Regions from separate parts of the Arachis hypogaea genome. Here region 1 is linked to region 2. Evidence: chromatin contacts called from public Hi-C data. All regions are on one chromosome and are shown on one strand. The core of a region is the stretch at or near the end of the contact, and the rest is flanking DNA. Distances in the headings are between cores, read along the strand shown.

Region 1 (6,239 bases), core at 1,978-4,477, 44 kb before region 2:
AATTATAATCGAGACATACATGTAACTCAATTCAATTTACGATATTGGTATAATTTTGAGTTAAGTTTATTTTATATGTGTGAATTATCCTATTTTTTTAGTTTATTTTATCAAATACTTGACATCTTTTGAAGGCCAGACTAGTTTCATTTATTTAGAAGCTATTTTGTGGGAAATAATTTTTTAAAATACTACGTGTATACTAAAAATTTGCTGCTAAATAAATTACATATATAAAATATATATTAAAATATAAAATATATAATAACTAATTTAGTTATTGATTTTTTATGTGTATATAATATTTTTATTTTTCATATTATAAATCAATTAATAACATAAAATTAAAATTAAATATGTTTAACAAACGAACATTTACCACATTCACCAAACACTTTTCTGTGGTCAGTTGTACTTACTATATCATTTCAACAAATACAAATTTTCAATAAACTGATAAAGTCATTAATATATGTATTAAGTAAATAAGTTCTAAATTAATTTTATTACAACACAATTAATTTTCAAAAATATTAGTTGACAATGATGTATCACAATTTTGAAATCATTGTAGCAAACTAATAACGAGAAATCCTTAGACCGTCTTGGAGTATAAAATGTTATGGACAACCTAAATATTCAATCAAATTTCTTTTGGAAACCAATTTAAGTTGTCAATCAATTTCAAAATATTATCTTATTTTAAGATAGCATATGATAACATTTTCACCATTACAATCAAGTTAGATACTGGGAAATTCTTGTCAAATAGGTCAAATAAAAAAAAAATAACTATTTATTTGGTTTTTTATTAGTACTAATATTTAAATGAGATATAATTAAGTAGTGTAAAATATCTCATAAAAACTAGGAAATACCTCCTAAGTCCTAACCTCTTTGAATATTGATACGAGATCGCAAATTGTACCACAAAACCACATTCTTTATAAACTTTGAACTTATATTCATATTTTGTTAGCTTTCATTTATAAACTTTAAATTTTCTCTTCCATGTGTGTTGTGCATTGTTGTGGAGACTGTGGGCGTTAGATATGGATGTGGCCATGTGGGACAGTTGTTTTTGAAACAAGGGATGAAGAAATCGGACTATCTGATTTCTTTGTAAAAAAAAATTAAGCCTACTGACAGTCTGATTAATATGGAGGAGAAAATTTAAATTTTGACGAAGGTAATCAGACCCTCCAATTTGTATTTTAAAATTTAAAAAAATTTGGAGTACACAAATCAGAGGATCCGATTTGTGTACCCCAAATTTTTTTTAATTTTAAAATACAAATCGGACAGTCCAACTTTTGTTCATAACCACCTATACACTTTATTACTGCATTAGCGTCCTACACTATTCTCCTGACCACATCTAAATTAAAAGGTGTCATTTTGGCATATTTCATGATGTTTAGTTGTAGAAAAGCACTAAAATTTCCAACCAGTAGACAGATATATAGCACCCAACTCCAACTGAAATTTATTTGAAGGATCATGGAATATCTGGCATGTGCTTCGTATCTTGCTGCTATGCAGTGACTTCATTATTTCAACCTAACGTGAGATGAATATTCTACGCGATATGCATCCGTGATAACCAAACACAACAAATTCTCAATCATATTCATTACACGTAATTGACAAAACTTTAATTTTCTACATTATTGTAGTTTCAATTATTTCTATACTTAAAAAGTACCTTCCACTTTCTACTGTTTTTGTCTTAGCTATACTTTTGTACAAAAAGTGACCAACCATTAACCTGGAAATTTTGGACCCAAACAGCAGCATAGACCATAGAGAGTGCCACTCATTTTCTGATCCTCAGCTTACAATTATCATTATCTACTCCCCACCGCTTTGAAATAACTGTCTACTCCGTAAGATGAGAATTCATCACAAGTTATTTTTACGTGAAGCTATTACATCGATGATAATTTAGTTAAATATATTAAATTATCTAATATTTTTCGTCTATTAACTTTAAGTAGAAATAATTATAAGGGAGTCTTCACCCTTTCATAAAGGAAAAAATTCAAGTGCAGTCGGCTTCACATAAAATTAATAGATGAGAGCTATTAGATGATCAACTTCATATGAAGTCGACTGTACCTGAGTTTCCACCTTTCATAAATTAGTACATTGGATTTTTGAATGGACAAACTATGAAGGACGGAAGGGAATAACTGATTTTCAATTTCCAGAGATCAAAACAGGGCACGATGAGCGAGCACAGTCACCATGAATGATCTTTCTCTCCCTCTTGCCAAAAACATAAACCCTCACATAGAAGTTGAGGAAGAGCAACAACACAGCGCCGTTGAGGACAGAGTTGAAGACCCACGCGCCAATCCCATTGCACCCACCCTTGAAGAAGAAGTGGAGAAAGAAAACCCCAACGTGGCACGCAACGTTGCAACCGAGGAGGGCGATCTGACAGTTGAGGACGAACGGAAAACAGGCGCCGCGGAAGCCAATAGCTGTCCAAAACTTGTAACCGTAGACGAGGGAGTAGACAAGAGTGGTGAAGAGGATTGCGAGGACCTGAAAGGACTGAGAGAATTCGAGCCACAAAAATGACGTGAAGGCGGAGATGGAGTGGTTAAAGACTTGAAAAAACAACAACCTGCGACGTCTTAAGATTGCAAGAATGGTGGTGAGCATATGGAGGAAGCGGGAGAGATAGTAGAGGTAGGACCAGAAGAACACCCGGCCGGAGGGGCGAGTGCCGAGTGGGAAACAGAGTAGCCACTCCAAGGGGGTCTTCGTGCGGCGCCAGAACCACCGGGTGTCGCGGATCTCTGCGGCGGCGGAGAGGAATATGCCGGCGAAGATTGTGGCGGAGAGGAGGGACAAGGCGAGGCTGTGGAGGGCGGGGAGGGGGCCGAGGGGAAGAGGACGGCGGAGGGGGCGGAGGAGGAGGGATAGGGAGAGGGAGAGAAGGAGGTAGAGGGATATGGAAGAGAAGAGGAAGGACCACGTGGAGCCCCACGATTGGGTGTGGCTCCAACGGAAGCCGACAATTGAAGGGTGCTCGGAGAGGTAGAAGGTGATGAGGGCGTGGATCGACGGTGGGTTGCCCATGGAGGTCGTGGTATAGTCAGTTGGGTTTTTTCATTTGTTCGGAAACTGCGTCTCAGAGACACTGGGATATAGCGAGCCTGCCAGTGCCAACTGCCAAGCAGCGCGATGATTAAACAATTATTCCATTTGAGAGAAAAAGATCATATATAGTAGCGCACCTATTCATTAAAATTAAATTAATTGAGATAGTAAATAATTTATCAATTTAATTAAAAGATTTTGAATTTAAATTTTTAAAGTATCATTTTTTGAATTATATATAATAAAAAATATTTTAAAAAAAGAGACCAACTCTTCTAATGTCTTCGTTATATATAATATAGATATATAAAAATAATTATAATAGCAAACAAAATAGTTATTTAAATTGCTATCTAAGTATCTAACAAATTTGAAGTGTGAAAATATTCTACTATATATTTGTTGTATAAAAGTTCTAAAAAATTATATTGGTAACAATAAATTCCTGTTAACTTTGTTAATATCCACAATTTTAATATAGAAAAGTATAAATAGACAATGAAAATATTAAATAATGTGAACAATAAATATATCAAATGTGGATGGTTATTCTAATATTAAAATTTAGATAAATAATTTAAAGTATAATATATTGTTCAAGAAAGTTATTAATTACCTAACATAACTCTTTTAATATTGTTGAGGAGTTAAAAGTGCCTAATCAATATTTTTTTAAGACAAAACTAACCCCAAGTATTACTCTTTTGAAATTAGTCTCACGCTAACATACGTTTCATCTAAAATCAGTAAGAAATTCGTCACTTTATTTTCAAGTAAAATGTAATACAATTAGCCTTTTCTAAGACTATAATAATTATTTTTTTATATGGTGTACAAAATTTATATGTTGTTCCCTCCCCATCAAAAGATAACATGAAAAACAAAGTTTACTAGCTAGTTATGTGAAGTTAAGAATATCTTTATGACAAGAAGAAGCAACACTTTGAAGATGCTTAGCCCAAAACTTCAAATATTTGATACCCATTATATTATATTTTCTTTAAAATAGAATTCTAAAATTTTAAATTCATTCCCCTCTGATCTGAGGTGCTGATCGTATTCGTTTTTTTTTTTTTCGTTTTTGTTTGACTGTTAGTTTTCTTAAAAAACAATTTGTGTGTTTTGCTAAATAATTTATTAATTTTCTTAAAACACACAAATCTGTTAACACAAACACCTCTATCAATCGATTTAGGTTTTTTTGTGTTTTGCTAAATAAATTATGCGTTTTTTCCTATAGAAATTTATTGTGTTTTTGGGTGAAGCTTTTCATATCATTAACTAATTTAATGCACAAAAAATACATTATTTAACTAAAAATAATAAATAAAAAATATAATTATTTCATAATAAACTAACATGACGAATAAAAATTATTTCATATCATTAACTAATTTAATCCATAAAAATATATTAATTAATAATAGATTATCATAATTATTTTATAATAAATTAACACGACAATAAACATTATTTCATATTATTAACTAATTTAATACACAAGAAAAAATATTATTTAATTAAAAATAATAAATAAAAATTTATAATTATTTTATAATAAACTAACATGACAAATAAAAATTATTTTATATATACCTAATCAAATTTTAACTCTACTCTTTTAACAAATCTCATTCAAATAAATATTAAACATCTAATTAACTAAAACTAAATAAATCAAAATATATTAATTAATTTTCCATTAAAAATAACAAATACATGACTTTGAAATTCAGTATTTCGATCACATATCAGGTTGCATTCAGTCTATTAATATTTTTTTGTTTTATCAAACGTAATCCCTCATCTAGATGTATGCTTTTAAAATTATCCAAGACTCTAGAATAGTAGAATATAAGAAATGAAGCAATAGTTTTCACTTACACACCCCTTATATGGTGGTAGAAGACATCTTAAGTACTATGCTCTTTTTTCCATTAAGGACGTATCCAAGGTACACTAGGGTTCGTTTGAAAAGATTTAAAAATAGTTTTTTTGAGTTTTTATTTATAAAAAATAGTAATATTAATATTTGGTGTAATTTTTAAAATTAAATTATAGTTTTTTAAGAAGTTATTTAAGAGTTTATAGAAAAGTTAAAAAAATAACTTTCTCTCATAATATTTTTATTTTTTATCACATTTCTATTAAATAAGCTCTTTTAAAACTAAAAATCCAAATACAAAATAACTTATTTATAAACTATTTTTTATATAATCATTTATTGTTTAAGGTATTTTTAAAAAAAAAACTTAATTAAGTCGGTTAACTAAATATCCCTTTACCACACTTGGGTTATGCTTTCCTGTTGTGTTTCATATTTAGTGTACTCAAGATGTTTGTTTAACATGCTTTTGGGTAATATATTCGAAATATAATTGTTAATAGATAAACGTAGCGTTACAGATTACACATTTTTTGTAAATATTATATTTAAATAATTAAAATAAAAAAATCACAAATTATAAAAACTTACTACCCTGCCACTATTTATATATTAATAGACAATACTAGTTTTGTTAGAAATAGTGACAGGAATCTACAATTTATATATTTTTGTAAAGTATATTACTCTATCATGATTTATGTACAATTTCAGTTTAAAATTAATTCATAAATTGTCCCTCCCTACCACAATATATCTTTTGAGGTAAAATTGAATACTCTAACACAGTTTATATAAATAATTAAAAAGAGACTTTTGTGTATTTTATTTTCGAAAAATCATATAAAATCGATTTTCTAATAATTTATTTATGTAAAAAAACCTTAAATTTATTATCAATTTAATTTCAAATCTCTGAGTTCAATTTATATTTCATTTGCCAAAACCACTAATAAAAAACACAAGTCATAGTTTGCTTCAAAAGGACAACAAGCATGATAATTAATTAATTATTCCTGGGAAGCTTCGTTTGAATTTTATGTGTTGGTTTCTCTTTAAATCTCAATTTTGACTTTTTCTTGGTAACATAATTTTCAAATATTTGGTTATTTTTCATCCCGTTTCTATTACCAGATAAAAAACAATTTGCACATTTTTTACACTATTCCTCTTGCGGTCCCTCCTTCTTACTTTCTCTATATATTTTATTAAAAAATTTTAAGAAGCTAATAACTTTTATTAA
Region 2 (5,551 bases), core at 1,717-4,216:
TTACTGACTCCCTAATACTTCTCTTTTAAAATATAAAATCTTTTTGTAACAAGAGATTTTTAATTTGTAATAAGGCTTATGTCAATAACTTTGTAACAATTTATTTTTAGTTTTATATAGGTGTAGTCTATGGTGGCCACAAGTTTTGGTGGCTATGGTGACTATGAACTTTATAAAATGATATTTTCAATTATACAAAATGAAAAATTGAAATACGTTTCAGTTCTATTAATAAATAATGACATGTTTATGAGTCTGTAAATAAAAGAAAAAAATTATACCATTTATCATATTTTGACAAAAAAAATGATTTATCGTTTTCTTTCGTCGTCGGAAATGGAGCGCTACCAATGCCCAAAATTTAAAAAATGATAATATCTAAAAATACTTACATTGCATTAATTTTTTTCTCACGATAATAAATAATTATTTATATCTTTTATTTTTAATTAAAATAATCATTTTATTCCGCAATAAAAAAATTGAAGTCTAAAGTTACTATTATTAATTAAATTTTAATATTAGTCAAGTAAAATTTAAAATTATTAATTACAAAAAAGAAAAGTATAAGTAGACAATGAAAATATTAAATAATGTGAATAATAGATATATCGGATATTCAATTTATTAGGTGTGCAGATAATTATTCTCATATTAAAATTTAAGTGAATAATTTAAAATATAGTATATTTTATGTGAATTGAACTAATTTTAAAGTCTGTTGTTATGTTGTTTAAAAAAAATTAATAATTATTTAACATAACCCTTACAAAAAAATATACTATGTGTCATTGTTAAATTGATAGATCAATATATAGGCATTTATAGCCACCACATTGAAAGCCACCATAGTGGTGGCCTTTTATATATGGTCTTAAACATCTAAGGACTTCAACTTGAGTCTTTTAGTCTTAAAAGTGAAGAACCCAGTTCAACTCTTTATTGTATAAAAGAAATATTAGAGAGTTAGCAAAATTTATTTATTTATTTTTTTGTTAGTAATTAGTTAATAATATTTAACAATATAAATTAAAAATATATTATTAAATTAGTAGACAAAAAAATTAAATTATTAACTAAAAATACTAATAAAAAATAATAAAATCTGTTGGCCATTTAACATTATTAGTTAATTAAAGACCATGTCTATATAAATGAGTTATTAAAAGTTTCATATAGGTTTCATCATTATTTTTTCTACTTCCTTCTTTAGAGATATGTGAATTTGTAATCATAAAAAAAAAAACATTTCATCGTTAGTTTTTTGTTTCACTGTTATCATATTGGTAGAAGATTAGAAACCAATTTTTAATTAATAATCAACTAATATTTTATTTTATTTTATTTTATTTATCATTTTTGCTACTTATTACTTTATGCTCATTGTTAGTCAAAGAAGAGTTCACTCTCTATTAAAACCGGATTATATTATGAAAAATGTTAGGACTAATATTTTTTTATCAATATTAATGAATATTTTGAATCAATATTTTATTTTTATATTATTAAAATTTATAATTAATTAAATATTAGTTAAAAATGATCAATTTTGTTGATTATATTGTATCACTCTTTTATACTAACATTTTATGAGTAAAAATTCAATCCGTCATTTATTCATTTGTCTGTTTTCACAAAGTACAAGGTGTTTTTTGTCTAAAAAAAAAATATTTTTTCTATTCTCAACTTTTTTATTTTAAAACAATACGATTCTTCTGTCAAAACATTCGTTAAATAGTAATGAAAATTAATTTTGTAAAAATTTTACTTGTAATTTGTAGGGGTTTAAAATCTTCTACAAAATTTTTTTCAATGATATAACTAACTATGATCACTACTACCATCACCTTCTTCATTTTTATTATTATCAATTTTCCCTTACCTATTTCTATTGTATAACCATACTTTATCACCATTGTTATTTCTTCTACGCTCATCGTTACCAATACAAATATCATCAATATTAATGTTATTTTATTTTATTTATTGTTCGATACTTGTTCGATGCTATTTTTCTCTTTAAAAAATTTTCGTACTGTAATTATTTTTTTCTTCTGCAATATCATTTTCAGCAATGATCTTTCTCCACGTAACTACCGATGAAAGAATTTTTTAAAAATAACTTATTAATAGTTTGTGGACGTTTAAAACCCCCACAAATTACAAATAAAACCCGCCACAAAACTAATTTTCGTTATTATTTAACACATCTTTTAATAAAGAAGTCGTATTGTCCTAAAATAAAAAGGTTGATGGTTGAAGGATTTCTTTTTTTTTGGACAACAGACATCTTATTATTCTTCGTAAAAATAGATAAGAACCAGATTGATATTTACTCCACATTTCAAAATCCTTCACGAATATTTCAAAAGAAAAAAAATGATTTAATTTTAATAGTTTATCAATATAAAATAGTTTTATACGTACATTTAATTACGTATCGTTATATTAATAAAAATAACTATTTTTTTATTTTGACATTATAAATAGTTATTTAAAAAAGTAAATATAATTTAACAATTATATATACTGTTAGTGCATTAAAATTAAATTCCAAAAAAAATTATAAATCTTTCACTAATAGATCAGAGCTGGACTAAATTAAAAGGAAGGCGTGCCTAATTTGTGAATAATACTCTATTCATTAGAAAGGCGACCAGTCATAACAATGTTCCATTAAAACAAAAGCCTAAGAGCTAAGGCAATAGAGATAATGAAAGATAAAATTGAGGATTTCCCTTGGTGAATGTGGAACTTTTTGGGCCTCTATGATTGTTAGATGTAGGACACCGCCTTAGCAAATTTTGATTCTTGTGGGGCTAATATTCAAGACGTTTTATATCAAAATCAAACCAACACAACTAGAAGAAGGATATGATTAGAACGACAGCACGAATAAGACACTGCTCCAGTGTCATCAACGAATGCGTTAGTGCGTTGCAATCATGAATAGAAAACAGCCAAACAGGACAACAAATTTTAAAGAAACGGCGACGGTGCGCTACAACTTGGTCATTAAAGTTATATACCACGTCTGCAAAGTGATCTTGTTCATGTTGCCTTCGTTGTTATCCATTTCCTGGAAATTTGTCGTATATATTTTGAATTTCAATTTCATACACAATTAATATAAAATAATTTTATATATATGTTTAATTAGAATTTAATATTTTGATGTACTGTATAAAATAAATTTATATGTGTTCGATAAGTTATCCTACCGGACGGTTCGAGTTGTTAGTTGGGTGTGAAGATGGGTCCTGTCTTGGCGAGATGATTTAGCTGTCGTCCTCCCGATCTCTTGACGAGTAAAAGGGGATGCCACTTGCAAAAACACTCTGAGGTACAGACAGTAAAAGAGAAATGTTGTGATTACGTATCTTGGGAGAGGAGTAGGACCCTCCCCATATATACTGTGTCAGAGGTGGGTCTCGCACGGACAGACCCACTTTCTGCGAAGCTTTCCCTTGCTAGCTGTCACCAGGTGAGCTGGCACCCAGGAGGAAAGGTGCCTCGCGAGGCGGTCGTCCGGACCCGGCAAAGGGGCGTACCGGTCGGGTCTATTATGAAACCAGCCGGGTTGGGTCGCAACAATACGTACATCTAATTTACGTAATATCACATAATAAAAATAATTATCTTTTATATTAATTGTGTGAATAATCATTTAAAAAAACGAATGTCATTATATAATTTAGTAAAATACTTTACACTATTAATATATTAAAATTAAACTAATCTAATTATATAATTTTATGAATTAAATAATTATATAAAATATTTTATATTGTTAATATATTAAAATTAAGCTGATATATTTTAAGGGTACTTATTTTTATCCTTTATTATTTTTAATATCAATTAAATTGACACCATTATTGACTCATCACCTTTAGGCTTTAATGCTCTAACCAATTACGGTTCAATCATATCATATATCTTACATAGTTCCAGCAAAATCTATCAAATGAACGTAGAGGCCCACACACAGATTTATCATACATTTGTTAGGTACATAATATTTATGTGATTTTATTTAATAATTTAATTTTTAAAATAAATAGTTTTATCATATAAAATAACATATAGTTATGTATAATCACACTTAACTAATTTTACAAACAAATTAATTATAAGATACAAAGTTAATCTTGTAGTTCAATGTAACTGTGTTTCGGTTTAGGAGAATTAGTTTGTAATATGATATAAGAATTTTTATAATTAAAATATAAAATAGGTTAATTTTTCTTATTTTTATTCTTTTTAATAAAAATAAATAATTTTACGCACAAAATACAGAAGAATTTGTGTAGTCTATACCTTAAATTTAGAAAAAGAAAATGAACAAAAAACATGTCAACCAGCATAAAAGTAAAGTAATCACATACATATCTTAATTTATCTAACAGACTAAAGTTGTGAAAAATAATTATTTCATAATATTTGAATCAAATGAGTGTGGACCTAATTCAATATGATTTAGGAATTTATCACACAAAATTAAGATGTCATTATCGTAGAATAATGATAATATGGAGGGAAAAAATCGATGGTGAAAACTCAAGTGAAGTCGACTTCACGTGAAGTTAATATCTAAGAGTCGTTAGATGAAAATTTAGTCAAATCAACCAAATTATCTAACAATTCTCAGGTATTAACTTCAAGTGAAGTTGACTGTACCTAGGGGTGGCAAACGGGCATAAACCCGCCGGGCCGGCCCGTGTAACCCGCCAAAAAAGGCGGGTTGGGCTGAAAAATCGGGACCGCCAAATAGCAAAAGTCCGCCTAACCCGCACCGTTTAAACCACGAGTTTTGGCGGGCTTTGGCGGGGCGGAGCGGGCTTCCCCGCTGGGCTAAGATTTTTATTAGTGAGGGGGTATTTTTGCAATCTTTTTGCCAAAACCTAGCTTCCCCGAACCTAACTTACAAGAGTGTGAAGATAAAAATGGAGTGTTTTGAATTATGTTTATGTTATTTTGGAGACAATATTTATAATTATGTTTTGGATTATATTTATTTTGCTTTGGAGAGAATATTTATACTTATATTTTAAATGAAAATTTGGTTTATAATTATATTTATTAGATATTTATAATTACAAAGATTTTAATGTTTGTGAATATAAAAAATATAATTTTTTATGCCATTAGAAATTATAAATTTATTAATATAGTTGTGAAATTATATATATTACCTAGTAGTTAATAGTAAAAAAAAAAAGAGGAGCTTTGGCGGGCTTAGCCCGCCAGCCCGCCAGCCCGCAGTTAGGCGGGGCGGGCTAGGATTTTAGGACCGCCTCACTAGGCGGGGCGGAGCGGGCCAACCCGCCAAAGGACGGGCTTCTGACGGGGCGGGGCGGGCTTCCCCGCTTGCCACCCCTAACTGTACCTGAGTTTCCACCAAAATCGATGAGAAGCAGCAACGTATGGAACTTGTTGAAGTCTGCGCCAATTACGAAAAACTGGAAAAGATTGAGAAGAGAATGTGAAACGTCGTTTCATTGACAAGCTTCAAACATGAAACAACTGGTTGCCGCATCTTGTCTTGCAT

Evidence for each region. Hi-C and Micro-C count contacts between places; a contact is called where the count stands out from the background.
Region 1: a contact with region 2 is called in a Hi-C map of an unstated tissue, with 2.3 times the contacts expected there. The contact joins the promoter of LOC112788955 here to the enhancer-like site in region 2. A contact is called at or near these places in 4 of 8 Hi-C or Micro-C datasets (leaf and an unstated tissue).

What each region holds. Positions count from the first base shown.
Region 1 is chr1:896,327-902,565 of arahy.Tifrunner.gnm2.J5K5, reverse strand. LOC112788955 (fatty acid elongase 3-like) reads right to left here and starts at 3,227. Exons shown (of 1, transcript XM_025830650.3): 1 at 1,944-3,227. The coding sequence starts at 3,090. The coding sequence ends at 2,200.
Region 2 is chr1:852,991-858,541 of arahy.Tifrunner.gnm2.J5K5, reverse strand. No RefSeq gene overlaps it. Among protein-coding and RNA genes, the nearest start is that of LOC112714896, 6.6 kb to the right of the region's middle. Within about 2 kb of position 2,966, at least 1 of the 3 cell types and tissues checked has open chromatin away from gene starts, as enhancers often do.